2 separate regions of the Sus scrofa genome follow, and region 1 is linked to region 2. The links are chromatin contacts, called in public HiChIP or PLAC-seq maps. All regions are on one chromosome and are shown on one strand. The core of a region is the stretch at or near the end of the contact, and the rest is flanking DNA. Distances in the headings are between cores, read along the strand shown. Region 1 overlaps RAD51B (DNA repair protein RAD51 homolog 2). Region 2 overlaps RAD51B (DNA repair protein RAD51 homolog 2).

What was found. HiChIP or PLAC-seq counts read pairs in DNA pulled down with a chosen protein or histone mark.
Region 1: an H3K27ac HiChIP or PLAC-seq map of alveolar macrophages shows a contact between it and region 2. The contact joins two enhancer-like sites. A contact is called at or near these places in 1 of 47 Hi-C or Micro-C datasets (embryonic fibroblasts) and 1 of 2 datasets of contacts at active chromatin or transcription factors (alveolar macrophages).

The regions. Positions count from the first base shown.
Region 1 is chr7:92,072,001-92,079,231 of Sscrofa11.1, forward strand. All of the region lies in intron 9 of RAD51B (DNA repair protein RAD51 homolog 2), which reads left to right. Among named protein-coding and RNA genes, the nearest start is that of ZFP36L1, 420 kb to the right of the region's middle. Within about 2 kb of position 5,046, at least 17 of the 83 cell types and tissues checked have an H3K27ac peak or open chromatin away from gene starts, as enhancers often do. A contact at or near this core is called in alveolar macrophages, where this site is marked.
Region 2 is chr7:92,211,180-92,218,593 of Sscrofa11.1, forward strand. The region is part of intron 11 of RAD51B (DNA repair protein RAD51 homolog 2); the gene reads left to right. Among named protein-coding and RNA genes, the nearest start is that of ZFP36L1, 280 kb to the right of the region's middle. Within about 2 kb of position 4,367, at least 13 of the 83 cell types and tissues checked have an H3K27ac peak or open chromatin away from gene starts, as enhancers often do. A contact at or near this core is called in alveolar macrophages, where this site is marked.

The DNA of each region.
Region 1 (7,231 bases), core at 3,796-6,295, 140 kb before region 2:
GAAACGTCTCCAAATTCACCCCACCCTGCAGCCAAGCGTACCCCCACCTGCTCGCTGATGCCATGGGCTGCGCCAAGGTTTATGATGCATCTGAAGTTTTACTGCATCCTTCCTCCTGCTCACGAAAAAACACGGTGGGGGCGGGGGAGGAGAGGAAAACAGAACCCACCAAGAGAAACAGGCAGACCTGTCCGAGAGAAAGGGAACTGGCTACTCTGTGGGGGCAGCGGGAGAGTGAGCTACAAAAGACATAAAGCACACCTCGCTCTAATCCCTTCCATCCGCCCTGAGCCCCCAGAAAGCTCATAAAGTCTCCCTTTCTGGGTGATTGGATTCCTTTCGCTCATGGGCAGGCAGAGTGTTTTTGTTGTTTGCAGAGAAGGTAGGGCGGGGGAAGGGGGTGGTTGCAGAAAAAGGAGAATGGCCATAGAGGGAGGAGAATGACCGACCGTCCCCCCTTAGCCTTGCTTCAAGGTGGTGAGCAGTAAACAAAAACAGCTGCTGCCCGAAGACACATGGGGACTGGGCAGCCAGGCCAGTCGCTGCCCCATAAGCAGGACTCAGCAATGCCTGCGGGAAGCCAGGCCTATCTGCGGGTTTTTTTTTTTTTTTTTTTTTTTTTTCACCTTTCGAGGGCTCCTCTTGGCCAACTCAAAGAAATCATTTTGAATGCTGCTGGCAAAAATGTTGCTGAAAGTGGTGTGTGGTGGGTGGTGTGTTTTTTCTCTCTCTAAAAAGAGTAGTTGTTCTCTGCCAGTAGTTAGAAGCTGGAACTGTCTGTTCTTTTTGTTTGAAGTAGAGACTTGGATGCCAGTCCTTTCAGAGTCTAGAAGGAGAAAGAAAGGAAAAAAAAAAAAAAAAAATCCTCGGGTTTGCCTTTGGCCTGGGTAGTCTTTGCTTGTTTGCTTTTGACCTTCTTCCATGTTCGTAGGCTTGCAGGGGAGCCCTGGTCAGCCCGGGCTAGGCTGCTGGGTGTCCCAACAATAAACCCTCAATTCAAAAGAAAAATTCTTTGGCATTTAAAAGAGGCTCCTCAAATATGTCTAGGCTTGCTCGTTTTCCAACTCCAGGTGAAGGCGGAAGAGAAAAAGCACTTAGTTATCCTGTGGCCCAACCCCTCTTCTCTGCCTTCTCTTTGCTCCTTCAGGCCTTCTCTTCTCTCCCCCCCCCCAACACACTTCCCCTCAGAGCTGCCCTGTAGGCTACTCCGCCTCTACAGGTGCCACTCCCTCTCCTGGAATGCTTTCTCCCCACCCTTCCCCGGGGAAGACCCCCCCTCGGCTTACCAGGCTGAGCCTCCCTTCCATTAGCGGACAGCCTTGAAAGCAGGGCTCAGCCTTAGGTGTCTAGCGCAATGCCTGCGGAAGCAGTGGCAGCAGTATGGACGGATTAGCAGCAGTAGTGGTACCAGTAATACCTGCTCTTTCTTGGGCAGGTGCCTCGGCTCTGATCCTCCCACTAACCCTACATCATAGGTGGCATCATCTTCATTTCAAAACAATTTTTTATTAAAGTATAGTTGATTTACAATGTTGTGTTAATTTCTGCTGTACAGCAAAGTAACCCAGTCATTCATACACACACACACACACACACACACACACACACACATATCTATACACACATAGACATTCTTTTTCTCATATTATCTTCCATCAGGTTCTGTCACAAGAGATTGGATACAGTTCCCTGTGCTATGCAGGAGGATCATCTTTGTTTTCTAGATGAGGACATTGAAGCTCAGAAATTAAGAAACTCAGCCAGGGTCACCTAGTTAACAAATGGCCGAACCCAAGTTGGAATCCAGATCTTAACTCATTTCCATCCTATTTCAGATCCTCTCCTTAGATGCTCAACCAATATCTTTTAAGTGAACACAGGCTGCCAAGAAATCGTTTTCCAAGCTAGGGAAATCTTTCCAGGAATTTCAAGAGCCACAGCTTCTACACTTGGTCCCTTACACTTGGTTCCCTTGACCTTTAGCTTCACCTAAAATCATCTTGTCTCCTGGTTTTCTCCCCGCTAAGAATCATATCCTCTCTTCATGGTCTAGCTTTGGGGGGTAAGAGTGGAGCAAAGGGGTTGTGTCCTGGTCCTTGTCTTTCCTTGACCTTGTCTTTATTCCCCTGAAGTCTTGATTGTCACTTAAAGGAAATTAGGCTAAATTAAATGAAGATCAAAATCATATTGTATGGTTCAAACTAATACAGTGCCTCTATCAGCAGCCTTAAAAGATACCTACAAACTTCTCTCATGGAATCATTGTAAAAATTACATACATATAATACCACTAGTGCCTAGCACACAGTTGAGTTCTCCGAAAATGTAAAGATTAGCTCTTGTCATTGTTTTTATTGATCCTTGAGTGGGGTACTAAAATTCCTAAAGGAGAGTGAGATAAGGGCAATGCATTAATGCATACTGATAGTTATTACAGCCACTACTATTGATCACTATGTGTCAAGCACTTTTTAAAGGATTTTTCATATGTGAATGCATTTAACTCTCACAACCTGATGACATAGGTACAATCGCTGGCTCTTTTTACAGGTAAGGAGACGGCAATGACAGATTAAATTGGGGCACTCAGGTTTGCGTCCTGGTTCTAGAACCTATACTCTTTCAAATCATCATTACTCTGCCCAAAAGTGAGCACCAGGCCTAAAAGAAACATCATAGAAAGGTGATATGTTTAATTCCTTCTCATTCCTTTCTCGACTGTGTGTTTTCAGGGCGGTGAGTAAGAGGCAGTACCTCTGGTGTTTGTGCACAGTCCCAGGAGGAGGGCGGGTAACCCAGAGTCATCTGTGTTCCTGGTAAACAACTCAAAATGGGCAGAACCTTGTGCACCAAACCTGACCTCTGCGAACCAGTGTTTCCCAGTTGCCAGCTTGGCACAAAACCGCGCATTACCAGAGTTGAGGCCATTTTTGTGAAGAAAGATTTTTTTTTATTAGCACAAAATTGTTTTTCATATTTACTCTTGTAACTCTTGAGACTGCAAGACACCACATCTCCCTGTTTCTAGAGGCCAAAACAAATGCCATGAATGAGGACAATTTTTGCAGCTCTTTTTCAGAAACTTGGTCCTGTGCAGAGAGCAGAATGAACTTAGGTGAATAAACAGTCAAAAGCAAGGCATACACCTCAACGCTACATATTTGCATAGGAAAGCACTAAAGGAATTTCATCCATACACTATACATTTGGTGTGTTGATAATATGTTATTCTTTCTGCTTATCTGTGGTTTCTGAATTTTCGTCAGTGTTAGAGTCAGAATGTGGTAAGGGTGCAGGTGGGGACTCAGGACGCTTCCTGGCTGCTGTGTGCTGGCTCCTCTCACCTGTGCCCGCTCCTGCAGGGCTGCCTCACTGGGCTCATCACCTAGGCCTTAGCATCACTCTGTGGTTCCAGCGGTGGGCCAGGGCAGAGGGCCAGGGCTGGTGTCATTGCCCAGTGTTAAAAAAGATGCTCTATCACGGTGTCTCCACCAGGACTCCAGGAGGAGCCGGAAACAGGCTGCGTGCGTGCGTGCATGCATGTGTGTGTGTGGTGTGTGGTGTGGTGTGTGTGTTGAAAGGAGAGGCGCCAATTTAGTAAGACTCAGAGCCCTCCCTTCACTGGTGAGCGGCCATGTGCCCAGGTACAAGATGGAAATCACAGAGCCCCCTAAATAAAAGGTAAAATCCATGATGTGTTAGCATCTTGGAGAGAGTGCTGTGCTCCAGGGAGACCCTCTTCTGACCCGGGCTGCCCTCCCTTTTTCTGCACAGGCTCTGAATGGGGGCCCCAAGGTAGTGGGCTCTTTCTCGGATGCCCGCGGGGTATGGCCGAGTAACTGTCCCTTTGGCATGTGCTTGGCCTTCAGGTCGCCATCAGGCTCCTCCTAACACGTTCTCGTCCGTCCTCTGCCATCCTCTCTCCTCGCAGGGCTGCACTTGTGTCCCTGTCCCCCGCCCTCCTCCCCCGGCTCCCAGCCACCCCCTCACCCCATGCCCGCTTCTCCCCTCCCACTCCCCTCCTGGGCCCCAGAAGAGCCCTCTCTTGACTCAAGACACCCATTAAACAGAGTGAGACACTAACAATCGGCGGGCACTTTGTGAAGAGGGCCAATTAGAAGGCGGATTGACCAGAGCGAGCCGCGGGACGTCCAGAAAGACGCTTGGCTTCTGGGGAGTGGGAGCCTAATCCCGTTACTGGCCGGCGGGAGACTCCGGGGGCCGCGAGCCTCATCCCTGCTGGGCCTGGAGGCATGTCATTGGACGCCGGCCGGGCCTGGAGGGCTCCGCTGGGCAGCAGCATCCCCCCACCCCCGTCCGCCCCCAGCCCCCCTCGCGTTTCTTTTCTTTCGCAGTGACACACACTGCAGTGCCTCTGAGGTCATTTGTTTCCCACAGCCTCACAGGGCGCTGTGGCAACCAGGGGGACAATGATCTCTCACAGGAATGATGGGAGGCCTTGTTTTGCCTTAAATAAGCCCCTTCAAGGGAGCAGTAAGGTCTGTTGTGTGTGCAGTTTTTTTTTTTTTTTTTCCTTTTTTCAGAAAATCCTCTTGCCCATAGTTCCAGTGTGAAGTACTCAGGCAACTTCAATCGAAGACGTGAAGAATCGTGTGTGTGTGTGTGTGTGTGTGTGTGTTTAATTTTATTTTTATTGCTGTTTTGAGCCTAGGATCAGGTTTTCCCTTCTGCCAGTTTTCCCACTCATGCTCCCGAGACCCCAGCGTTCTTTGGAGAGTTTTAGGCAGGAAGTGGCAGGTGTTGGGGCAGAGACGCCCATAGCTCCGCGCTGGCATTCTCACTGCCCTTGACTGGCCAGGCTGCCCTGGGATGAGTGCCTCAGAGCTGTGGTACTCTGGCACTTGGCTCAGGCTCTCCTGGGCCTGCAGGAAGTGCTTGGGCCTGGAGATGGAGGGCTGGAATTCACAGCAGAGTGAGCGTGAGCTGGGAGAAAAGGAACTTTGAGGGCCCCTCCGACCATCAGCTTTAATGGCACTGCTTGTATGTGGAAAGAAAAGGGCCTGTATGTGAAATAGGGAAAAAAGAGAAGTCAGATTCTGTGCCGGCTTTAGCTGTTTAATGAGGAACGATGTGAGGTTATTTCTATCCACACTCTGATAGCACCGCTGGAAAGCAAGGAGCCATCGTATTTGTCTTATGATCCCAGTGTTTTCGGTCTTAAGACCTATGAGTTGGCTAATCTTTCGAGCTTGCATGTGCATGCATTATTATTTGTAAAGGCTTTTTATTTGGTGAATTATGGTGCATCATATAATCTAGATATTTCATCTGGAGAAATTGAGGCTAGGCAGATTCAAGTCTTTCCCCAAACCACACGATGAATTAATTTCAAAGTTTAAGATGAAAACCCAGCTCCTTTAGTTTCCAGATCATTAACTAATCAGTGTGGTCTACAAATTCTTTCTCCTTGTTCAAAAAAAAAGAAAAGAAAAGAAGAGAAAACAAACAGAAAAGGCAATCAAGACCTTCTCTCTCATCTAGGCCATATGTACTATCAGAAACTGTCTGGCTGTCTAAATTATATTTTAAAACTATCTTCCTTTACTTTGTATAAGTCATACTCCCAACTGTTTACAAAATGTTATCACCTCTTTGACATATCAGACTCCAAAACTGTTGGCTTTATGACTGGCCACTAGAAGAATATAATATTTTCCCCTTACCTTTTCATTTCCTGACTTTTTTCCAGTGATAATTTTAATACATTTGTGAAATACTCGGGCAGGAAGGAGAGTTTTCCAGATGTTCCTGTTGATTGCTCTGTTGCGACCACAGAACAATTCAAAGACTGGTATCGCTTTTTTTGTAAATTGAAGAAACATTTTTTTTTTTGATAACTAGATATCCTTGAGCATAATAAACACTTCTAAGATTAACTCTTAACAACCCCAGTGTCATTTTAATTGTTCAGAAATTCTGAAGTGGGAGTCCTGGAAGTTCTGATAAATGGATTGACATATTGTCTTATTTCTCTGGACCATCTGTTAAATGCTTATTCTCAACTGTTCATTAGCTTCAAATAACAAACAGACCACAGTCAATTCCCAAAAGATACCCAGTGTCTCTCTCTTACAGTAAGAGGACATTGGCCAGACCATCTTTTCTCTGGCCATAATGGAAGTGTTCCAGTCTTAACTAAAGCTAGACCAACTCATGTTTAGTATTCTTATTAAGGAAACAGCAAAAATAAATATGTCACTAACATAAGGTCTATAGCAGATGATGAATGGCAAAAGAACACCCCTGATCTACTGTCCTTGACAAGCTACCTTCTGAGATGTTTGACTCTAAGGAAGTGTAGCTTGTCCCTGGTTTGCCTGGACTCAAGCAGCATTCCCTCCGGTTCTTCCGAACATCTCCCCAGAGGCTCTTTGCCTCCTGTCAAATCGCACTGTGTCTTCCAGATGCACAGGAGATGAGTTTAAGTCCAAAATGGTTAGGGTTAGGGTCCAAAATGTTGAGTAGCTAGAAACTGGCCATGGCGGCTTTGGGAGCTGGTAAATAAATAACAGGCTTGTTGTCCCACACCCTGGTTTAATGCTCTCAAGAGGTTCTTATGTTGCTCACATTAGTGGGCATGTAAATGAAACCCCTGTTGGCCTTGGCAGATATTGGCCTCTTCTGTGACCTTGTTTGACTGAAACAAAAAGTCATTGGTGGAACAAAATTTCAGAGCTCTGAACTTGGTTGAAAGAAAAGGGCAATTCTCTGAATTGGGTAATTGGATCACCCTCGCAAGTGCCCTAGGGCTTATATCAAACATATAAGAAGGGGATTAATAACTGGAGTGTATAAATGAGCTTCAGGCAGCTTCCAACGGTAACGTTTCACTCTCAGGGGCTTTAGGACATAAAAACAGATTTTTTTTTTTCCAGGGCATTTTGAAGTGCCCCTTATAAAATGTGGGCAGGTACTGCAGACTACTGTGGAATCCTTGTAATTGTGCATGGTTCAGTCTCACCAGCAGGTGACCTGAAAGCCTCTACAAAATAGCCACTTAATAAAACTGTCCATGGGCTATGTTTATTGGAACTAAGAGATGATAAGTATATTATGTCAAATTTGCTTGAGTTTCATTTCCTTGGTTGGCATTTTATTATCTAGACTAAATTAGATATATCCATAGAATGGAAAGTTCCACCATCTTCCTATTTTTTTAGTTGAGTCAGTGAAAAAATTCCAAGACTTAACCACAGACCCATATGCTTGT
Region 2 (7,414 bases), core at 3,117-5,616:
CCTTTTGCTACTTTGGGGCTATGTTGTTGTTGAATGTTTATTAACTGCAGGCATTTGGTGGGTGGAAGTGGATTTGCCTGGGGCTGGAAGGAAGTCATTTGCCAGCCCGGGATAAGGTGCGGTTTAAGAATTGAAGCCAGAATCCTCCTCACCTGCCTAATGCATTTCAGGGGAGGGTTGTTTTCAACTCCCAAATTACCTGCTAGGATTTCTAGACCTGAGATCCTATCTCCCCTCCGGCTGTTTTCTTTCATTTCCGATAAGCAAGACAAAGAAAGAAAAAAAAAAAAAAAAGAGTGAGAGGCTTAAGACCAACCTTCTCCTGCTCTTTTAAATAAAATTGCACACAGGGAGTGATTTCCTTGTCCGTCTCTGTAGAGCCGGCAGGAGAAGGGCCGGGACAGGCAGTCTGAAGCTCTGCTCCTGGGCGCCTGGGAGAACAAATGCAGCTGGGGGTGTTACAGAAAGCTCAGGGAATAGTGTGGACTTCGGGTGCCCACCAGAACTTTCTCATCTCCCTGCTGAAAGCTGTTCCATCTGCAACTTTCTCTTCTCAAGTGATAGCAACTCTGGCTCTCAGGCTGTTTAGGCCCCAAACCTAGACAGTCATACTTGATCCTTGGCTTTCTATCACAACCCCCCCCCCCGCCCCCGCTTCCAAGGTGGTGGGGAATCCTACTGGCTCTACTTTCAAAACCTATCCGGAGGAGTTACCATCATGGCTCAGTGGAAACGAACCCAACTAGTGTCTGGGAGGATGCGGGTTTGATCCCTGGCCTCACTCAGTGGGTTAAGGATCTGGGGTTGGCATGAACTGTGGTGTAGGTCACAGATGCAGCTCGGATCCCCCGTGGCTGTGGCCAGCAGCTGTAGCTCCAATTCAACCCCTAGCCTGGGAACTTCCATATGCCGCAGGTGCAGCCCTAAAAAGACAAAACAAACAACCTATCCAGAGTTCAACCAATTCTCACCATCCCTTCTGCCAGCATCCTGGTCCAAGGCAGCACCATCTCTTCCCTGGTCAACAGTGATAACTTCCTGTCTCCCTCATTCTACTTCCCACTAACTGGTCCCCCTGCTTCTACTTGCCCTACAGTATATTCTCAACATGCTCTGGCTCAAACCCCTAAATCACTCCCATCTCATCTAGAGTAAAAAGCCAAAGTCCTTCCAGTGGCCCTCCAGGCCCTGAAGGATCCGGCCCTTGTTAGCGGCAACTTTCCCACCCCCTCCTCTCCCCCTTGGTTATTCCTCCAGCCACACTGGCCTCCTTGCTTTCTTCAAAAACACCAGCTACGCATCCGCATTGGAGCCTTTGCTGCAGCTGTTCCCTCACCTCTTCAAGTCTTCCCTAAAATGTCACTTTCTCACCAAGGCGCCTCCTGATCGCCTAGCTCATCTCAAGCTCTCCCCGTACCCCTTGCATTCCCACTTCCTGTGACCTGACTCTGCCTTTCCCCCCTTAAGTCATCACTTTCTAACATGCCACAGTTGCCCCTCTGTGCCCACAGGAGTTGTTTCCAGGAACCCCTGTGGATCCCCAAATCCATATATCGGCAGGTGGCACTCCTGCAGAGGGTCGACTGTACCAAATTGTGTATTGGTTGTGATTATTATTTTTATCACTTCTCACTTCTGGAACTGTAATCTCCTCAAGGGCAGGGACCCTGGCCTGTTTCATTCACTGCTCTCTCCAGTGCCTCCAGGCACTTGGCTCGGAACTGCTCTTCTTCTACCATCAGTGACCCAAGTTTGCCTGCCAGTGACCCCCTCTTGAAGACCTGCACTATTCAGGGAGCCTGGTCTGAGAAGGGCGAGAGCTGATGCGAGCCCCAAGCATCACCAGGCAAAACATCCAACAGGCTAAGGCTGCAGGGAGGGTTAAACTCATAAGGGGGCACCTGCTACGTTCAATTGCAGAAGAAACAGAGCTAGAAGGAACTGCCCCTAAGCTCATGGAGGGTGAGGAAGAAGTTGCTTGAGCGATGGTATGACTATAAAGCAACGAGAAGAGGAAGGAGGAGGAGGAGAAAAAGGAGGAAGAGGAAGAGAAGGGGGAGGGGGAGGAGGAGGAAGAAGAGGGAGAGGAGGGAGGGAGAAGATGAGAAGGAGGAAGAAGAGGCAGAGCGGGAGAAGGAGGAAGGGGAGGGGGAGGAGGAGGAAAAGCAGCAGCAAAGAGGAGAAGGAGGAGCGCGGGGGAGGAGGAGATTTTCAATCTGATGAAGACCCCAAAGCCTTTGTTTATGTGGTTGTATCCGTTGGTAGATCCTGGGGTAGCCAGCCTCCAGAATAGCCCCCATGGATCCTTATCTCCCAGCATGTATGCCCATTGTGTCCTGAATCAGGGCTGGTCTACGTGCCAACAGAAAATGGCACAAGTAAGGATGTGTGAATTCAGAGGCTGGGCCATGAAAGGGACTACGGGCTTCTACTTGGTCTCTTCTATTGTTTCCTCTGGAGGAAACGAATCACCATATTCTGAGTACCCTGGGCGAGACTATGTGAAGAGGAGCGAAGGCCCTTCTCAAGAGCCAGCCACAAGTCGCAAGGCTTGTGAGTGAGCAACCTTGAAAGCAGGTCCTCCAGCCCTCGTCAAGCCTCATGGCCCAAATCTCTCAAGAGACCCTGAGCCAGAAAAGCCCAGCCAAGCCACTCCTGGATTCCTAAATCCGCAGCAACTCTGAGGGGTGACAAGGGATCGCTGTTGCTTTAACCCACAAGGCTTTGGGATATTTTGCTCTGCGGTGATAGATATTTAAATCATCTACCAGGGCAAAAATTAAAACAGAAGAGAGGTCTCTTGTGACACAGTGGGTTAAGGATCGGGCGTTGTCATTGCAAGGGCCCAGGTTGCTGCTATTCAATCCCTCGCCTGCGAACTTCCACATGTTGTAGGCACAGCCAAAAAAAAAAAAAGAAAAAAATCCCAGAAAAATATTTAATATTTCTTTCTTAATCCATTTAACATATGTTTATATGAATCAATTCACATGAATTCATAAAAACTGATAAGTTGATAGATTTGTTCAAAAATTTGAAATAACACAATCTTCCTGTAAAAATAATTGTTTCCCACAATAAAATAGGACAAAACTTAATGAGAAGAATGACAGTGTTTTACATTTTTGCAAATCTCTTTAATGTCTGACTTAATAGAAAACAGCTGGATTCTCATATCTGCTTCTGCGTTCAATCAGCTGTGATAATATTGTTTGGGTTGAAGTTTATAAAGGAAACCCAGCCTCGCATAGATATGTAGCTGGAAAAGGGAGGAATATTTTTAATAGCCTTTTCAGATAATTGTGGATAGTCTTCTTTGACACTATACCAGAGCCCGACAAATGGCAGTTTATTAAGGGTTACTTGCAGTATGGAATCTGAAACTATGTCAATGAACTCTTTGTGCTCAGTTACATTAAAATCTGTTTGGTCTGTCTTGCGCTTTGAATGGCTCTTTTGCCCGTGCATGATTTTGTAATACTCTGCATGGTCATTTGGAAAATATTGCTTCACTAAGTTAATGCAGATCTGAATTTCATCTCTTTCCTGATGAAAACTAAAAATTCACATTTGTTAATATCACCACTGATCTCATCAGAAACATCTCCAAGTACAGAAAGGGTGGCAGATACAAGTTTTCATAAACTCTCGTTTTTGCTTGAAAGCCTCTATTTTGGCAACAAGCACGGTCAATTATCTTTCTCGAAGTGACAAATTCAAATGGTTCATTTAGGGGAAAACAGCTGTCAAATAACCAAGTCCTCATAACCGTGGCGATTTTGTCCTTTCGAGTAAACATGGTGTTTCATAAAAGTGCTAGTTCAGCTCGCAACTCACTCTCACAAATGCTTTTTCTCCAAACAACTGTTGTACTTCAGGATCCACCAGAGTGCTTTCTTAATGCTTACTTTCCAATTAACCACACACATTTAGTAAAAAGATGTCGCACTTTGGGCAAGATTTCATGAAATTCATAATTTTTACTCTTTCAGCTTGGGCAGGCTTAACTGATTGCCTTTTTTTGTTGTTGTTTTTTATTCATTTGTTTTTTGGTCCCATGACCTCATGGCAGTGAAGAATATGACCAGCAGTATGGTGTCTGGCACGAGCAATTTTGCCCAAATGTCAACATGGTGAAGAAGGCAAATAACATCTTGGAGTTATGATGAAAGTAGTTTGGACCTTGCAGCTATCTTCTCAGGGTCTTGGGGTCCATAAACCTCACTTTAAATACCCATTCCTTTAGGGAAATGGGTGCTGTTGCATCGCTTCTAGCATTTGGCGTGAATGTGCTACACACTCACCCTAAGACATGCGTGTGCCAGGTCTTTGAGTCAGACTGTCATGGCTGCCGGCTATTGCATCAGCTAGAAACAGTGGCTTATTAGACACTGGCTTATTCTCGTGGATGGATCAGATATAGGATGAGTTCTTTATAGAAGGAAGTTAGGGTCTTTTATGCTTCTCTTTGCCCCACTTGTGAAAGAATGTGAATGTGGGAGGAAGCCAGGCTCTGAGAAATTACTTGGACAATTAGGGTTGAACAATTCAGGAGGAATGAGGAAGCTAACTCTTGTGCCTTTTGCTTTGTACTGCTTTTCTTCGCTCCTTTTCGTCCAATGAGCAGTGAAAGCTCAGTGGACCTCGGAAGGCATCCTTTTCAGAGCAGAGGGGTCCTTCGAGCTCCAAGCTTGAAGTGGGTAGGGTCTCACCCACACCAGTGGTACCGCCATCAGGATGAGAGACTCAGCAGGCTGCATTTGTCCCAATGGTCACAGCATCCACAAGGATTTTATCCCTGTGGGAGAGCCGGCAGCCTTGCCTCTCCTGAGGCCCCTCAGCATTCCTGCAGTGGACTCTGAGCAAGACAGGAGGGACGGGGTTATTTTTCAGCCTATTTCAGTTTAGCTTTTTTCTGCCGACATACTGAAGGGGTTTGACCTGACACCTGACTGGGCTTGCTTGGTTCTTTGGTGAGTGATTGGCTCTTTGGTTCCGTCTGTGATCACGGCCCCAGTCTATGGGCGAGAAACAACAAGCAGTTGTGTGCAGAGCCCTGGGAACTGGAGACCTCACCACATCTGTTCGCCTAGTCGGGGGTGGGAGGAAATCACCAAAACCTTCCAACGTGGGGCCGGAGCCTGGAGACAAAGGGGACGCCTGAAGCCGCTGGCGACCCTGGGTCATATGACCACCCCATGGTTCTCTTCCAAGCCCCTTTCATCCCCTCAGGTCCCCAACACTCAGCCTTTTCATCATCCTGCAGGTCAGCAGGATCGAGTTCATGCACGTCGACAAGAAAGCTTATCAAACGGAGGCAGAGGCAGGTGTTTGCAAACCGCCTCCCTGCTGAAAGCTGGGTTGAACAAGGTTGACAGTGTGGCAGAGGCCAACGTCCCACACGAACAGTATTTTCTTTCCTGGAGCTCTCGCCCTATCCTCTCTTCTGCTTTGGAACCCCTAGAGGTCTCTGGGAACCAGCCTCTGAAACAAACTATTCAAAGCACTGAGGATTTAGGGGGAAACAAACAAACAACTCAACTAAGGGATGTGACATTGCCGGCTGAACAGTGGCCTTTCTATGCCAGAGCCCGGGACCCACCATGCAGAGGCATCCAGAGGCTCCCATCCAGTGGCCTGCTAAGCCAGTTCCTGTGCCGTGGTAAGGACTGATTGCAGACACCTTTTCCCATCTTCAAGATCAAGATGTCGTGTTGGTAGCTTGACCCGACCATGATGGGGCTATTTACATCACAGAAATCAGCATGCTACCAACCAGGCTTTCTCCCCTCTAAAACTAGTTGTTAAACATTTACCAGCATGCCAGTGTCTTCACTGGAGACACCCTTGTTCCAAGTATGATTTTCAGACCAGTTATATCTGAACTTCCTAGGGGAGGGGGGGGGGGAAAGAGGGGGTGGTAAAGGTGGTGTTATTTCAAATGCAGATTTCCACGCCAGCCTGAACTAACTGAGTCAGAGTCTCTGGGATGGGGGGGAAAAATGCATTTTTAGCAGGGTTACAAATAAATTTGCTCAAGTTTGAGACTTGAGGCCTAGGGAGTGGGAGAGAAGAAGGGGCTGTACATCTGGCTTTTGGCATCTGGAAGGAACAGCTGGCCTCCGTCCCAGTTGGCCTGAGCATGGACAGCTGTTTTCCCTTGAGATATAAACTTCATGACAGGAAAAGGAGGTGGGAACGCTGGGGTCCCATCCACCCACTGACAACATGATTGGTTCTTCCTTGGCTCTCAGGATGTTCTCCACTTTCTAACCCCGAGACTTTGACTCCAGACAACGTGAGCAAAAGCCCAGACACATGCATTAACATGAAGAAAGCCACCGCCATTCATACCATCAATAGGGACTTAGGAGCCAGGCAGGGCCCACGATCAGTTTCTATATTAGATTGCCCAGGACAGCATTTATCTTTCAGATTTGTACAGGCATTAGCAGGAGCTTTCACAACCAGATATGATTTATGAAACAAGGACCTTGTTTACTTTAGCCTATTGGGCCTGGAAGAGAAGGGCCTTTAAAGCAGAATGAAAAAGAGAAGAAGAGAAATCTTTCTTTCCTCAGATATGAAACAGAAAGATTACAGAGGGCCCAACTCTGCTTTTGACTTGTTTTGCATCAACTGCAGGGAGTCGTTCAGATTAATTTTTCCTGAGAATTTGACTGCATTTTCTAACAGTCCTGGGAGGTAGGTATTGATGAGAAAGCAAAGATGAGACCAGGTCACATGAAAACAGAGCTGGATTAATGGAAGAGCTGGAGTTTGGACTCCAGTTCTGATGACCAAAAAAACCCATGCATTTTTCTCCCAAGCACAGGGCAGTATTTCTTCTGCATGTGGTTGGAGCCCAGAGGAGTCCTTAATAGGCCATTGTGACTTAATAGGGACAGTGACACTGGACACCTAAGCTCAAAGTAACGTGAATTCCTAAACCATCAGAGCTCCTTATATCCTGATGCAAATTTGGAAACATAATCCATAGTCACATGTAAAACTTTCAAGATTGCAAGCTATTAAATTAGAAACTATTAGATTATTGGCTATTAGATTAACCACTGGAATGGATAATTGAGAGTTGACCATATGGATGAATATAATTTGAGCGCTCCCTATATGAGACATTTAGACTTGCAGCAATTTGTCAAGTTCATGATCAGGGCCTACATATTTCCTCTAACTGTTCAGGGTTTTTTTTGAACATGAAACTTTATCATGTGGGAGGAGGAAGTGGCTACATGGCCTACTTTAGGAAAACAAGATGTAATCTCAAGTATTTTTTGCCAGGTTTCATGGCTTTCTTACACCTAGACACGCTCTTCCTGACCCAAGGCCTCATCTCCACTTTGAAATCATTCATTCATTCAGCAACTGTCTAGTAAGGACCTGCTGTGTGTCA